Linked DNA regions of Arachis hypogaea: region 1 is linked to region 2. The links are chromatin contacts, called in public Hi-C maps. All regions are on one chromosome and are shown on one strand. Each heading gives the region's core, a stretch centred on a gene start, on an enhancer-like site or on the middle of the called end of the contact. The rest is flanking DNA. Distances are from core to core; before and after follow the strand shown.

Region 1 (7,334 bases), core at 646-3,145, 44 kb before region 2:
CAAATCCAGCTGATAAAAAAGCATGGCCCTTTTTTAGGAAGAAAATATTTGCAACATATTGTGATCCTGATTTGTTTTGAGTGGAAAACAGAAAAAAGAAAAAAAAAAAGCATATATGGGAATAATAATATTCCAAGAGATAATAAAAACTATACTCCAAGTTGACAACTTTCAGCAATAGCAGAAAATTGGGATGAATACACAGTATCAAAATGGAAAATTCTTGTTGCTTTAAAAGCAAAAGGAGAAACAATATTAGCCAGAAAGACTGAAAGAGAAAAAGAGATGAGACAGGAATAGAAACCATAACCATACCTTGATTTTCTTGAGCAAATCATAGCCGGTCATCCCAGGCATACAGTAATCTGTTATAACCATATTCACCTCCACCTCCTACAAATAAAACAAATCCTTAATTTTTCAGAATCCCAGAATAATAATAACATTGATACTGATCCACGGTTCAAAATTTAAAATAACAAAATTGAAATTAATATCCGTACCTGATGATTGTTAGGAGAAATAGAAGGTGTATTTGGGGTGCCATCATCATTCTCACGCAAGCCCAGAAATTCTAAAGCTTTGGTCCCAGAATCAACTGTAGTAACTGCCAATTCAGGTAAAAACACACAACTCAGACAACATAGTAGGACACATACATAAGAAAGGTAAGGAAGAAAAAAAAAAGGAAAAGGGTACAATTTTGTTTCTCTGTTTTCTTAGATTGTTGTCTGATTTAGGAAAAAAAGAGTGTACCTTGGTAAGAAGAAGTTCTTAGGAGCCTCTCAATAAGCTTCCTATCTATGAGGCTGTCATCAACAGCCAACACATGAAACTGCTGTGACTCTGTAGCAGCTGCAGCAGCCATCCCCATTATGCTTCTTCCCAATTCAGGGTTATGCAAAGATTAAAGTTGGAACCTTTGATCTAAATTAGAGGATGTGATGAAGAAATGGGAAAGTGGGTGTGTTAAAAAAAACGGTTTTTCTTCTTTTCCCTTTGGAAATGGAAGAAAGGAATGGCTTTTGTGTTTATGGGAGGAAGATGGGATAGGATGGGAAAAAGAAGAAGAAGAAGCTAAGAGCTTTGTATTGAAGAAATAAGACCCACCAAAATCCCCATCCCACAAAGCAAGATCCGACCAGATTTCATCCCAAATCTTGCAAAATAAAATTTTTTCCAAGCTAATGTTGAATTACATGGCAAACAATGCAAAAGAAAAAATATGATAATAACTTTTTTTTATCCAAAACAAATAAGAATAGAATAGAGGAATAAATGTGTGTTATAACTTATAATGTTAAAATTATATTACTAATAAAATTACTAAAAGTTTAAATTTTATTTTTTTATAAAAAATGTAATTAATAGTTTTAATAAAATCCTAATTTTATTTATAGGTTGTTGAGGGAGGGAGGTGGGCTTAATTTATATATGTGAGAGAAAAAGAGGGAGAGGGGAAAAAATGAAAATGGGGTTTGTGAAATTAGAAAGTTGGAAGAAAGCAAAAGAGGAAAAGAATGTGTAAGAGAGAGAGTGGGGCCCAAGAAAATCCGGAGAAGAGATACAGGTGATGTCAGCAAGGGTGGGTTTGTGAAATGAGAAAATAGAAAAATATGAAATCATGTGGAGCTTACCATATCTTAGGCAGGTGGGGGATAGAAGTGGCAAAGTCAGGCCATTTTCTTTTGATTCCCTTTTAAGATTTGCTTCCCATGCCCATCATCATCATCATCTTCATCATCATCATCATTCATATCTCTCCATCCACTTCATTTTTACTATTTTTCATTTTCTTTTACATTGCTCTTTATTTTTCATCCCTAGGCCATTTACTATTCTTTGATTTTGGTTTGGAACACACATAAAATGGCTACTTTTTTCCTTCATAATAATGAGATAAATAATATATTTTAACATTGTAATTTTTTATATTTTTTAAAACGGAGAAACATATTAAAATCAGAAGATTTGATTTATGTACCTTAAATTTTTTTTATTTTTTAAATAGAAATCGGATGATCCGATCTCAAAAATTAGAGAATATGATCTTTGTATCTCATAAATTAGAGGATCTAATTTAGTCTAATTTCTTTATCCCAAATTAATCCGTTTTACATCTGAGATTAATACTACAACCATTCACAATTAAAAAAAAAATATCATTATTAATTCAATATTAAAAATAAAAAAAGACATAAAATAAGTTTAATTTTGACTAATAAACAATATATAATATTTTTTATATTTGTTTAATTATATTTATTTTTATAATTATTTATATATTTAATATAAAAAATAATTATTTTTATTGACGTACATCATATAATTAGATACATATGTAAAATTAACGAAAATTTATCAAAATTAAATTCAAATAAAATATCTCAACATTTCTTAAAAATAATAGGCATCATTGAAAATGTCAAACAATATTTGGTATGAGAATTATATTGACTCTCTACAAATATATATTAGGGTTCAACATTGTTCAAATGCAGTATTGAATGTACAATTTTTATTTTTAATTTTTTTGACTTTGCACAAAGCATTATATATTCCATTGTGGTAGAAGATAGGGATGTTATGGACCATTGATGTATATTGAAGGAAGAAGAAAGGAGGCACATGGCAGAAAACGAGAAAGTGAAAAGGCACTAATTAGTGGGCCAATTTTGCCCCTAAATACTTCATTGTCTTCTCCCATCCCATTATGGCCATGCCCTCAGGACCAAGACCAATGCCATTTTTTCCTTCTTTCTTCTTTTTTCTTTTCTTTTGCTAATTCATCTCATTTTGTCCATTTAGTCAAATGTTCATACTAATTTTTCATGAAATTTTTACATGCAAGTATGATGGAATGTTCATCATTGAATCTTTCTCTCAAACCTTATGGCCCATGTGTAATCGTTCAGTTTTGCTAAGTGCAATTAAAATGATTTTTTTTATCTATTTATAAAATGTATACTTATTTTCTTTATAACTTTTAAAATATCTTCTTTTTAATTCATTTTAAATCTTTTGTGTTAACTAAAGTTAACTTTATTTATTTAAAAATAAATAAATTATTTTTTACAAAAATATATTCTAATAAAAATTTAATTTTTTGTGATTAAATTTTATTTACCGAAATATTTTTTCTATTAATTAAATTATATTTTTACCAAAATATTCTTTTAAAAAATTTTTAATTATTAAATTATTTTTTCTTAAGATACCTTTCAATAATTATTAAATTGTGATTTTAAAATTTTCGTTGAATTAATTATTAAATTGTGATTTTACCAAAATTTTCGTTAAAATTAAATAGTTAATTTTTTTTCTAAAATCTTTTAAAAAATTATTGAAGGGTATCTTAGAAAAAAAATAATTTAATCATTAAAATTTTTTTAAAAGAATATTTTGGTAAAAATACAATTTAATCAATAAAAAATAAGTTGTTAAAGGATATTTTAGTTAATAAAATTTAATAAAAAAATTTTACTAAAGGATATTTTTGTAAAAAATAATTTATTTTTTCTTAAAAAATGGATAAAGTTAACACAAAAAATTTAAAATTGATTAAAGAAGAAATTTTTAAAATTAATAAAAAAGAGAGTGCATATTTTATAAATAGAGAAAAAGAATGTGTCATTTTATCATTTTTCAAAAAAGAGGAGTGGAATTTTTCAATATATATATATATATTGTTTTTGGAGAGGGGAAAAAGTCTTTATTTGCATTATAGGTCAAGTCACTCAGGATGACTTTATCTCCATTTTCCCTTTCAATTCTCTTAAAAGGGAACTAATTAATCTTAGCCCAACTATTTAAAATAGCAAAATTTTTAAACCCAACGTCCTATTTAACGTTGCTTAGTTTACAAGAAAATTTCATAATTATATGCGACTTTTAAACCCTAGGCCACAACAAATAAATAACAAAAAGTTTATTTATTATATGCGAATAAGCTTGTAAATTATGAATATTGTAATAATAATTCTGAATTTTTTCGTTGTGTCAACTGCCGCTAAATTTTATTTAGCAATCGCCGTAAAAAAATGGTTGCTATCTACTGAATTTGGTGCAGTGAATGAGATCTTTGAAATAAATTAACTTTCATAACGTTTTCAATAAATAATGCTAGTTTTCTTATTGTTGATTGAAATTACCATTGTTCTTTATTGATAAGAACGAAAATGTTTGGTAACCAAAGAAAATCAGCAAAAAATAATCATAACTTATTTTATTTAGAATTCATTAATTGTTATGACAATTAATTAATGTTAAATAAGGCAAGTTCTGACTGATTTTTTTTGTCTAGCTAGCATTATCCTATAAGAATATAAGTTTAAATTTCAGTAGAGAAAAGTACTTGCCAAACAAAGCTCATTTTGTTATTCACATTCTCATATATATTTTTGTTGCACTGAGAAATTACCATCAAGTGAAAATTATTTAAGATTATTTCCTTTTAATAATTTACATTTTAAGCTACTCAATGCATGGAATTTTTTTATTACTTGATTTAAAATGCATCATGTGTATGTTTATAGAAATATAAAAAGAAATGCTCTCAAATAAATTATCCCTTCATTTCTTGCCTTTCTTAAAGAAATAAAAGAAGCCGTGATATGCGTCATATGATATATATGAATCTTTTTGTGAGATATATTTATTTTGACTATAAATTTCTTTAATAATATATATAGGCTTATTAATAATTATATATCATGACTAATGAAAAAGATTCGGACTCATCCAGCAGCAAGATTAATTAAATAATCACCTGTCTAATGATTCGTTTTACGGTAACTTCAAAGATGACATATGGTGAAGTCATAGTATATTTATTATTAAATTAATAGTCATAATAGGTTTACACTGAAATTAACTATTAAAAATTAAGAATTAATATTAAATATATATTAAAATATAAAATATACATAAAAAATGAGTTAATAACAAATATAATATATTTATATTTAAATACATATTAATTAAAAAATGGGTTAATATTTTGTTAAACTAAAATGTTAATGACCGTCTTCGAACAACAAATAAAATTTTTAGCTCCTAATAAACAGTAAACACGTTTGCGTTTCCTTATAATGACGAGTTTATATTAATTATTTAATTACTTTTGCATTATTATAACATAAACTAAATTAAAAATTACAAAAGTTAAAAAGTAAAGCTAAACGAAATAAAATGAATCTATTTAAATCGGCAAGTTAGTCTAATTTCTAGGTTTTTTCAAGGTTAAACGGGTATAATTCATCATTAATTTCTCTCATTTTTATAACCATATATTATATTATTATAATCAAAAGTCTACTCATTTAAATTAACAGTCCAACGATAAATTTAACCAATTTTGATTTGGTGTATGGACAATATGGTACGATAATTATTGTTATATATGATAACTATAATAATTATACAAATTTGACATATTTAAAAAGATATTGTTAAAATTAACATGATGTTTTTCTAAATATTTGAAAATACTTATATATCAATTTAAGAAATAAAAATAAAAAGTATTATAAAAAATATAAAAAAATATAATCTTAGTTTTAATAATATTATCAAATTTATATTTGCGTTACTTAAATCCACGTTCTCGCTTCTGTAATGACCCAATTTTCAGTCTTTTCAGCAACCGATTTTTACTATAATTTATAATAAATTAGTAGCCACTAAAACCCCATCTTTTCTACATGTTTTAAACACAAATTGAACCTCAATTCAAGGGTTAGGGTTTCGTTTTTCAGCAGCCATGAAGAACACAAACACAGAGTTGAATATCATCAAATTTCATCAAAATTTCACCAAAATTTCAACAAGAATCACTCATATAAACAATCAATTTCAAGCATAACCAAAACATATCATAATCACACAACTCAAACACAATCAATCAAGATTAATTTTACCAAACCCTACCTGGTTTTGCTGCTCCTAATTCGGTTAAACTTTCAGGTGGTCCTTAAGCACTTTTTCCTTCTAAATCACATCAAGAACAACTTTAAATCCAAAAACTCTCAACTGACCAAATCTCACTCAGTATGTTAGGAAGAGATATCTCACCTTAGACTTGCTGGAAATTCACGTTTCTTGGCTCTCAAGTCAAGTTAAGCATGATTCCTAAGGAAGAACATCAAGAAAACACATGTTTTGCATGGTTTTCCTTGAAAACCGAATTGAAATGGGAGGGAGACAGCCATCTCACCTTATTTCCATCCTTGATAAGTTACATGGTTATGTAGAGGAAGAAGAGAGGATCATTTTGGTGAAATCGGAGTTTTGATTTGAGTTTTAGTTCAGAAGAAATCAAGCTTTGAAGATTAAGTGTTCATGAAAGTTTCTCTCTTTTCTCTCTTGTTATTTTCGGCCAAAATTATGAAATGAGACAGCCTTGGAGGTCTTAGGAGTGTAAGGTGAGTTGTGATTGGTTGGCTTGGAGGTGGATTAAAATAATATTAAAATATCTCTGGTGTACAACTACTAAAACTAGGTGTATCGGAACACTCGTAAAAACATCTCTAAAAATTATTTTATGAGCTACTAGCATAAATAACACTAGTAACATATTTATTATGAGAATAGAACATGTATAATGAGGCCTTAGCATTGCTAAATTCATCAAAGAGTGCTGGTGCTAAGCTGCACTAGTAAACCGTAAACCTGGTTAAACCGATTTTCTGTTTTTAACAAAAACAGACCAGGTAACCTTATAATATTATTCAAGAAGTTTCTAATACTAATATAATGATAATATCATCCTATTATCTCTCTTCTCTCATAAATCGAGTCCGGTTCGTCAAACTGAGACTATTTACGAAAAATCGAATCAAAACTTCTAACCGATACGGTTCAAAAATCAGGTTCTTCGTGACCGCGTTATCGAGCTTGCCTCGGAAATGATTCTAACTTAAAGATGACATAATGACAATGAGGATTGAGATGCTTGATGATATAACAGAAGTGTTCCCTTTACTGATCTTCCGGAGAAATCCATACTTTCAAAAAAGATCTCATGTACTCGAAAATTAGGGTTGTTACAGCTTCCACTTCGTCCACCACGGTTTACTCACGTCAATGTTTTTTATTTTTTTTAAAAATCCATCATGTAATTAAAAGAATTGATCAGATTTATCCATTTTGATTTAAGTCCATTCCTATAAATTTCATTGTTGTCCTATACATGCAAACACATATAAAAAGAAACTAATAATAATATTATTTAATGAAATAAAAGTCGCTTTGTTATAAACTACAAATATAACAAGAACAGTAAACTTAATTAACTTATATGCTTATTCCAGTTATAATAATAATAAGTCCATAAA
Region 2 (7,703 bases), core at 3,785-6,284:
GATTTTTCCTCCATCCTTCTTCACCGTCATGGTTCACCTCACCGTGCATCTCATTGATGAGGTTACTCTTGGGGGACCAGTACATTATAGATGGATGTATCCAATAGAAAGGTTAGCTTGCTTGTAAACCCCTTTAGTACATTCAGTTCAATTAATTGTGTATATACTGAGATTTTTATTGTATTTATACAAAAGGTATTTAGGACGTCTGAAGCAATATGTTCGTAATAGGGCACAACCGGAAGGCTCAATTGCAGAAGGTTACTTATCTGAGGAAATCCTGACTTTCTGTTCTAGGTATCTGGATAATATTGAGACTAGAATCAACCGACCAGGGCGAGTGGATGATGAGCCCGTCGATGTTCTTCATAATTCAGGGGAAAGTATGTTCCCAGCTATTGGAAAAGCAGTAGGGGCTGTTTCGCATTTCGAACTCACTCCAATGGAAAAACATCAAGCTCATCGTCATGTGCTAGTCAACTGCGATGCCGTGGTTCCGTTCCTTGAGTAAGTATACGCATGTATTTATAAAACACCAATATAACTCTTTTCTCCCAGTGACTAGTTGGACTAATTTTCTTCTCTCCAATAAAGTACGTTTAGGGAAAAGACAAAGCGAAGCTTGCGTCATCAGACAAGGTCGCAAGCTAAGATAGATAGTGTCGTCCATGCAGAATTTTCTCGGTGGTTCAAGCATCAGGTTGACAGAATACTAACCTGACCAATGTTTTTTTGGCCTGGAAATAGTACTATATGAAAACCGATTTTAATATAAAACATGAATGTTATATGGTTTCAGGTTTTTATGGAAAGTACGCCTCAATCGAAAGACCTGCAGTTGCTTGCGTGCGGTCCCATGATTCAGGCCAGACGTTTTGGGGCGTACAATGTTAACGGGTACAAGTTTAGAACTTTAACAAAGGAAAATGGGATGAAAACACAAAATAGTGGAGTATATGTATCATCTAATACAAGAAGTTATGCAAGCATGCGTGACAATAGAGTGGCTGTTGGTGGTGTTCCGTATTACGGAAAAATTGTGGACATAATTGAATTGAATTACAGTTGTTCCTTCACAGTGGTATTGTTCAAATGTGTTTAGGCTGATACCACTACCAGTAGAGGCATCAAACAAGACCATTTGGGGCTTACCAGCGTTAATTTCTCTCGTCCAATACACACTGGTAATCGTGAAGAAGATGAACCGTACATATTGGCATCAGAAGCTCAGCTTGTATACTATGTGGAGGATGAAGTAGCTAAGGATTGGAGTGTTGTAGTTCATGTGAAACCAAGGGATTTGTATGACATGGGAGAAGAGAATGAAGAAGCTGAAGTCGGTTTTTCTCCACAGCCAGGGTTGAACATGTCAGCGGAAGGTGACATTGAAGATTTATTGTTGACAAGGGAGGAAGATATAGAAGACCTCGTAGAAAATGCCTCAGAGAATTTCGATGATGTCGCGTAATGCTTTGTATGAAGCATTTTAATGTAATTTAAAAATGATCTTTCTGTCATAAACTAAGTTAAATAAAATCAGCGTTGTACTTTGTTTTCTTTGGTTACTTTATACTTGTGTAGTTTTTTTTTTTTTTTTGCAGATAAATATTTGTGTTATTGTGAATTCTCATGAGTAAACGCAGACTTTTGGTTCTTTCAACGATTTTAATATGAAAAAGTTAGTTTACGTTTGGTCTTTATTCCTTCTACAGTTGTTGTTTTTCTTAGGGTTGCATTTTTTTATGATCTTGCTATGTATTACGCAATATAATTTCACTAGTGATACGTTTTGAATACAATAGTGAACATAACATGACGATGGAACAGGATTGATAAAAAATGAGGACTTTTCGTCATTCTCTGCAAACACAACAATTGCTATAGAGCTTCTGTTTAAGAAAATTGCCTTAACTACTAACAAGGGTGATAGTAATTGTTGAAAAGTTGTGTTTAGTTTTAAAATTGTCTTAGCATCTTGTAGTTTAGTTGTTTTTCTAAGTCAGTATTTAATAACTCCAGAGTTCTCAATTCCTTCTATGTATACTCATTCTGTTATGTGCATGTTGATATTTTCAGTCGTACCTGAATATTCCGGAGAAATAGTTCCTGACAGTCTAGACGGAGAAGAGGCTGATTCAGAAGACATTTTAGATGATGTATCCTCTGTCGCAGTTGATAGATCCATGCAGTTTGATCTGAATAAGGTTCCGGATGAAGAGGATGCAACTTTAGAAGACCAACAAGATAAACAAGATGATATACATGTTAAGAAAATGTGCTTTGATCTGAATAAGATGCCATGGTATGGAGATGAAATATCAGATCCTCTGAAACGTGAAGCCGCAAGATTCATAACAGAGTTTTTTTCGCCAGGTCAATATGATGTTGGAGAGAAATTTTGATCTTTTATTATAATAGTTACGCTGATTTCGTTAGTTTAATGATTTGGGTCACAGTTGTACATGTTTATTCTTGGTTTAGGTTTAGTAAGGCATAACTTCAAAGAGGAGTAACTTTGATGTATGCTATCTAGAACTTTATTTTAACTTCATAAATATCAGAGTTTGATTTTATTTGCTACTTTTACATTCATGATTGAATGCAATTTTTAAATGCCAATAACGTAATCAAGAAAATCTTAGTGGTAAAATTGTTCACATGAGTTAACATATAAAGGTTACAAGTAACTTGTGAAATTTTTATCGTAAACCGAATGTAGAAAAAGTGTTACGAGTTTAAGTAAGAATGATTTAAACATATGTAGCTTCAAAAAGTAGTTTTCACTTAAATATATTAAACCCAGATGGTTATTTCTAAAGAGAACAATGCAATATGTGGTAACACGCATTTTGCGGCGGTTTAAAAGTAACCGCCGCAAAATGCCTAACAAGAAGTCACCGGCGGACATATCGCGGCGGTTTTCGAAAAGAAGCCACGAAATACAAACCTGACCAGCAATATAGCGGCGGTTTGAAGAAAACCGCCGCGATATGTCAACCTTACAGCAATATAGCGGCGGTTTTGCTAAAACCGCCGCTAAATTTCGGTATGATTGCAGTCCCAACCTTTAACCGCCGCTATATGTGCCGCATTTTGTCTTTTTGCGGCACATTTACAAAACCGCCGCAAAATATCCGTCGCTATCTTAAGGATTTGTTGTAGTGCGACGTTGCAGAAATTATTACCAAGTCAATTAGAAACTACAAAGAGTGGGTTGACTTTATTCCGTTTAATTATTGATAACAATGCCAGAAATAACTACGATTTTTTTTAGTATTTATATTATAATTCTGAATTTTTTAAATATTCCACCTTATTTCAAAAAAAAAAAAAAACTCAAGGACTAAATTAAATATGTCTAAAAAGTTTAATAAGCATAGGGGCAAAATTTTATCTCATTTTCCTATACTAAAGATATATTCGAACATTCATTTTTTTTGGGATTGAGTTATTCATGCATTGTCATACATTGTCTGAGCTAATCATCAATCTTTCCCACTACTCCATTGATGGACTATTATTTTTTTTTAAATAACAGATTTTCTGATAAAAAAATTATTAAAATACTTTATATACTATTGTCAAGTGAGATGTTTGTAAATCCTTTAAAAATTAGTCGTCGAATTTAATAATAGCTAAGCATTTTGATCGTAAAATAAATTAGCAAAAATATGTCTATAACCTCAACAATCTCCCCCAGCATATTTCCACTTTTAATTTTCTATATTCATATATTATTATTCTTTTGTACTTTAAAATTATTATTATTATTATTTACGTTTCACTTTTAACTTAAAAGTGAGAACTCATGCGTGGTTAACTTTACGTAAAATTGATAATTAAAAACTGTTAAATAAAAATTTAGTCAAATTATTTAATTATTTTTAACTATAAACTTCACGTAAAATTAACTGCACTTGAATTTTTACCTAATTAAAGTACAAATTAAATGTGGCACTAGTACAATATTCACAAATTTAAGTTTCTTAATTAATTAATTAATTAATTTTTCTTTGAGCACACGATGACTTCCTTCCAGCCTAGTTCAAAATTTCAAATGTAAAATCTTCAACATAGGACAGAACAAAATTAAAACATTTCCACCCTGTTTAATTTTAATAAAAGAATAAATTGGTTGATATGGGGAAGTTTAGGTTCATGTACCGTATCTGCTTTAGCCTTTAGCTTTAGCTTCATTCTAGGGATTTGCACAGTGTCCTAGGATCCATGTGTATGATGATTAGCATGTCCTAGCAAATAGTATTCTATGATTGAATTCAATGTGAATAAATACTCTAAATAAAATATAATAAATAAACCCTCCCATCCCCCATAACAAGGTCTACCCTTACGAACGCCCTTTGGGGCAATGCTGTTTTTGGTTGTCCCTATGAAATGTCATAGGGTCACAATAGAGAACTCAATTTTTTATTTGAGACAGTTTATGTTAACAATATTCTATGAACTCAAGCTTCGTATAAATATAATATAAAAATAGGGAATAATAATATATAGAAATCTTTAACAATATCAATATTGAAAGATATACTGCTTTAATATTATATAACATACAAGAAACAAGACCTTGTATTGAAATTGAAAAAGTATGGAGAGCCAATGAAATATTTGTACAATGCGTACAATGGAGATTTAGGGAGTATTAGAGATATAATCATTAGTGTTATCTTTTTTCATTAGCGTAAGCTTCTGGGATAAGTAGTATCATGACATGGTATTAGAGTTTTAGATCCGAAAGGTCAAGAATTTAATCCTTGGTGAACCCCAAAATCAGCTTAAGCTTTTGAGATGAGTGGTTTTATGATATGAGATGTTTATTATCCCTAATACTCGGATACTTATTCGCAGGACTCAATTGAAATTTTGTAACGTGAGGAACTGAGGGTAATAGATGGAAAGGAACTAAATAATGACAAAAAAAGTGAAAAACACAGATGGCCTTGGGCCTTAAAACCGTTTTATTGGGCTTTTATGTTTTAGGATATAGCATTGTTCCTTCAATAAATATAGAAATTGGGCTTTTTTCTTTGCCCACCTTATATAGGTTGGGCTGGGGTGACTTATTGGTTTGGGTAGTTTGGGCCTTATTGGCCCACATCCAATTTTTTTTTGTCAATGTTGATGTCAGAGTCTAAAAACCCCCCACCCCCACCACAAGAAAAAAAAAAAAATTGAAGACAGAGAAAGAATCTATCTATGAAGTTTTCTAAATTTGAAGTGAAATGGTTAATTTTCCCTTAACAAGATATATCCATGACATGGTTTTCACATGACATAGAAAAATTTTGAAATTTTGAGTCAACTGTCTTGTGTTATCGAAATGCTTATAATTCAATAAAAAATAAAAAATAAAAAATGTCATTCATGTACTGTTTCAAATGTAAAATAGAAAGAAAAGAAAATTATTAGAAATTTTAGATAATCTACAATCTGCGACTAAAATTACACTAAACTCTGAATATTTTACTTATTTATTAGTATAATTTGTATTTATTGTTACGATGGGTAACCGGAGATCAGTGGGCCGGATGACGTTGGTTGACCCAAACGTGTGAGGGAGGTGGCCAGCTGGTGCACCTGAAACTCGGTGTTCCTCCGTTCGACTTGCGCGTCTGGGAGAATGGGGGGTGGTACCTGCAATGACACTCCAATGCCTAAGTTAGCAAGAGTGTGAGCAAGTTGAGAATGTATTGGGACTTAGTGATACCTGAGGGATGTCAGGGTATTTATGGAGGTGAACCAATAACCACCGCTGAAGTAGTGCCACCTTTTTAGGTGGATAACCGTTCCCATATCTTAGGGAGGTTAAGATATGACTCTATGAAGTGGTTAGAGAGTTTCTAGGGGCGGTTACTCATTCGAACGAGTGTTATCTGCCAGCTAACCCTCGTATCCGACTTCTTTGGAGTAGGTCGTGTTCAGTACCGACTTCTGGGGATGAAGGCCGGTACTGGGGGAGGGCCAACCCCTTTGGGTTGGGCTTCTTTGCTTGGATCCTGGGTCCTATTTATTGGGCCAGGGTATGAACAGTGCCCCTACTCGAGCCCAATTTATTTTTAAGAGTTGGGTTCGAGTATTCAACTCGGGGTCGTAGCCGATTTGTGAGAGGACCGATGTGATGGTTTGAGGACCGACGTGATTTTTCGTGACCTTTTGGTTCTGACAGTTACGTCTAATCAAGCGTCGTGTCCGTTAGGGGTGTGCGTAGGGATTTAATAGCCTTGGTAACGGTGCATCCTTATTAATGATTGCCCCGATTTTACCGTTATGCCCCTAACGTTCTTATAAATATTTTCCCTCTCTTTCGTTGTTTCGTTTCTGCGATCTTTCAAATTTTCCTTGCCTTCGTTCGTGCTGCGTTCTTGCGTCTTCAAAGGCTTTTTGCTTCCAACCCTTATTTCCGGATAAAGGTTAGTTCTTTAATATGCCTTTGTAGATAAATTTGATTTGTAGACTTTAGTTTCGCATCCTCCTCCCTTTAGAGACCGTGTTGGTGACATTTCTTTTCCCCTTGTAGGTTTGTTACCCCCCTTTTTTATAAAAAGAAATGGCTTCTGTAGATGCTCTCTCTCACTGGGTTGATGTCACGGTCTTAGGGGAGGAGCCCTCAGTCGATTCTGAGTTCATTACCAACCTTCGCACTCATCACAGAATTTGTACTTCTGAGGATGACGAACCAAAATACGAATTGGTAGTCCCGGGTCCTGAAGACCGGGTTTGTTTTGGAAGAGTCGATGAGGCGGCCCCTCATTTTTTCTTTATGTATGAGTGCATGATCACCCGTTTGGGTGTTTTTCTTCCTTTTTCGAATTTTGAGATATCTGTTTTGCGTCACTGTCGAGTCGCTCCCACCCAGCTTCACCCCAACTCTTGGGGTTTTTTGAAAATTTATCAATTTGTCAGCCAGGCTTTAGAGTTCCCGACTTCTTTAAAGATTTTCTTCCATCTTTTCCACATGACAAAACCCTTCAGTGGGCTAAACAATAAACAACAGTGGGTGTCGTTCCGAGCCATACAAGGTCGGAGACTTTTTACCCTTTTTGACGAGTCCTTTCATGACTTCAAGAACTACTTTTTCAAAGTGCAAGCTGTAGAGGGTCACCACCCCTTTTTCCTGGATGATCATTCTTCTCCCCGATTTCCTTTATATTGGCTGGAGGCCTCCCCTTGCGAGAAATATGGTCTGGATGATTTAACTGAGGTAGAAGCAGCCATTGTGGGGTTCCTCCGAGAAGCGTGGGGGAGGGCCCCATACTTGGATACTAAAAAATTTCTCCAGGGGTCGCCGTCCTTTGTCCAGTCACAATTAGGTAGCTTTTTGCGTTTCTTGCTCGTTTCCGACTTGCAATTTCTTTTACCGACTTTGTCTGATTTCGGCTACCAATTTGTTTTTTGTAGAGATGGCAAAGAAAAACGCTCAAGAGTCTTACCAGAGGGTTCAGGAAGCCAAGGCAAAGTCTCGAGCCAGGTCTGGAGGTGTTAGGATGGTTGTCTCTCCTCCTCCTCCTCCTCGGAACGTTGGGACTCCTTCTCAGCCTATCGTAATTTCTTCCTCTGCTTCCTCTCTGCCACCCCCTTCCGTCCGACCTACTCCCGAACCAGAGCCAAAGAAGCGCAAGACATTAGAGTCTGGTGCTTCTGGTGAGGCGGACGCTCTTGCGTTCGTCCGAAAGAACATCTATCCT

The links. A called contact is a pair of places that touch in the nucleus more often than the background predicts.
Region 1: a contact with region 2 is called in a Hi-C map of an unstated tissue, with 4 times the contacts expected there. The contact joins the promoter of LOC112757960 here to the enhancer-like site in region 2. A contact is called at or near these places in 5 of 8 Hi-C or Micro-C datasets (leaf and an unstated tissue).

Annotation. Positions count from the first base shown.
Region 1 is chr16:9,048,823-9,056,156 of arahy.Tifrunner.gnm2.J5K5, reverse strand. It overlaps LOC112757960 (two-component response regulator ARR8), which reads right to left and starts at 1,895. Exons shown (of 6, transcript XM_072219238.1): 1 at 1,638-1,895; 2 at 757-1,159; 3 at 504-607; 4 at 316-393. The coding sequence starts at 874.
Region 2 is chr16:9,007,427-9,015,129 of arahy.Tifrunner.gnm2.J5K5, reverse strand. No RefSeq gene overlaps it. Among protein-coding and RNA genes, the nearest start is that of LOC112756361, 13 kb to the right of the region's middle. Within about 2 kb of position 5,034, at least 3 of the 3 cell types and tissues checked have open chromatin away from gene starts, as enhancers often do.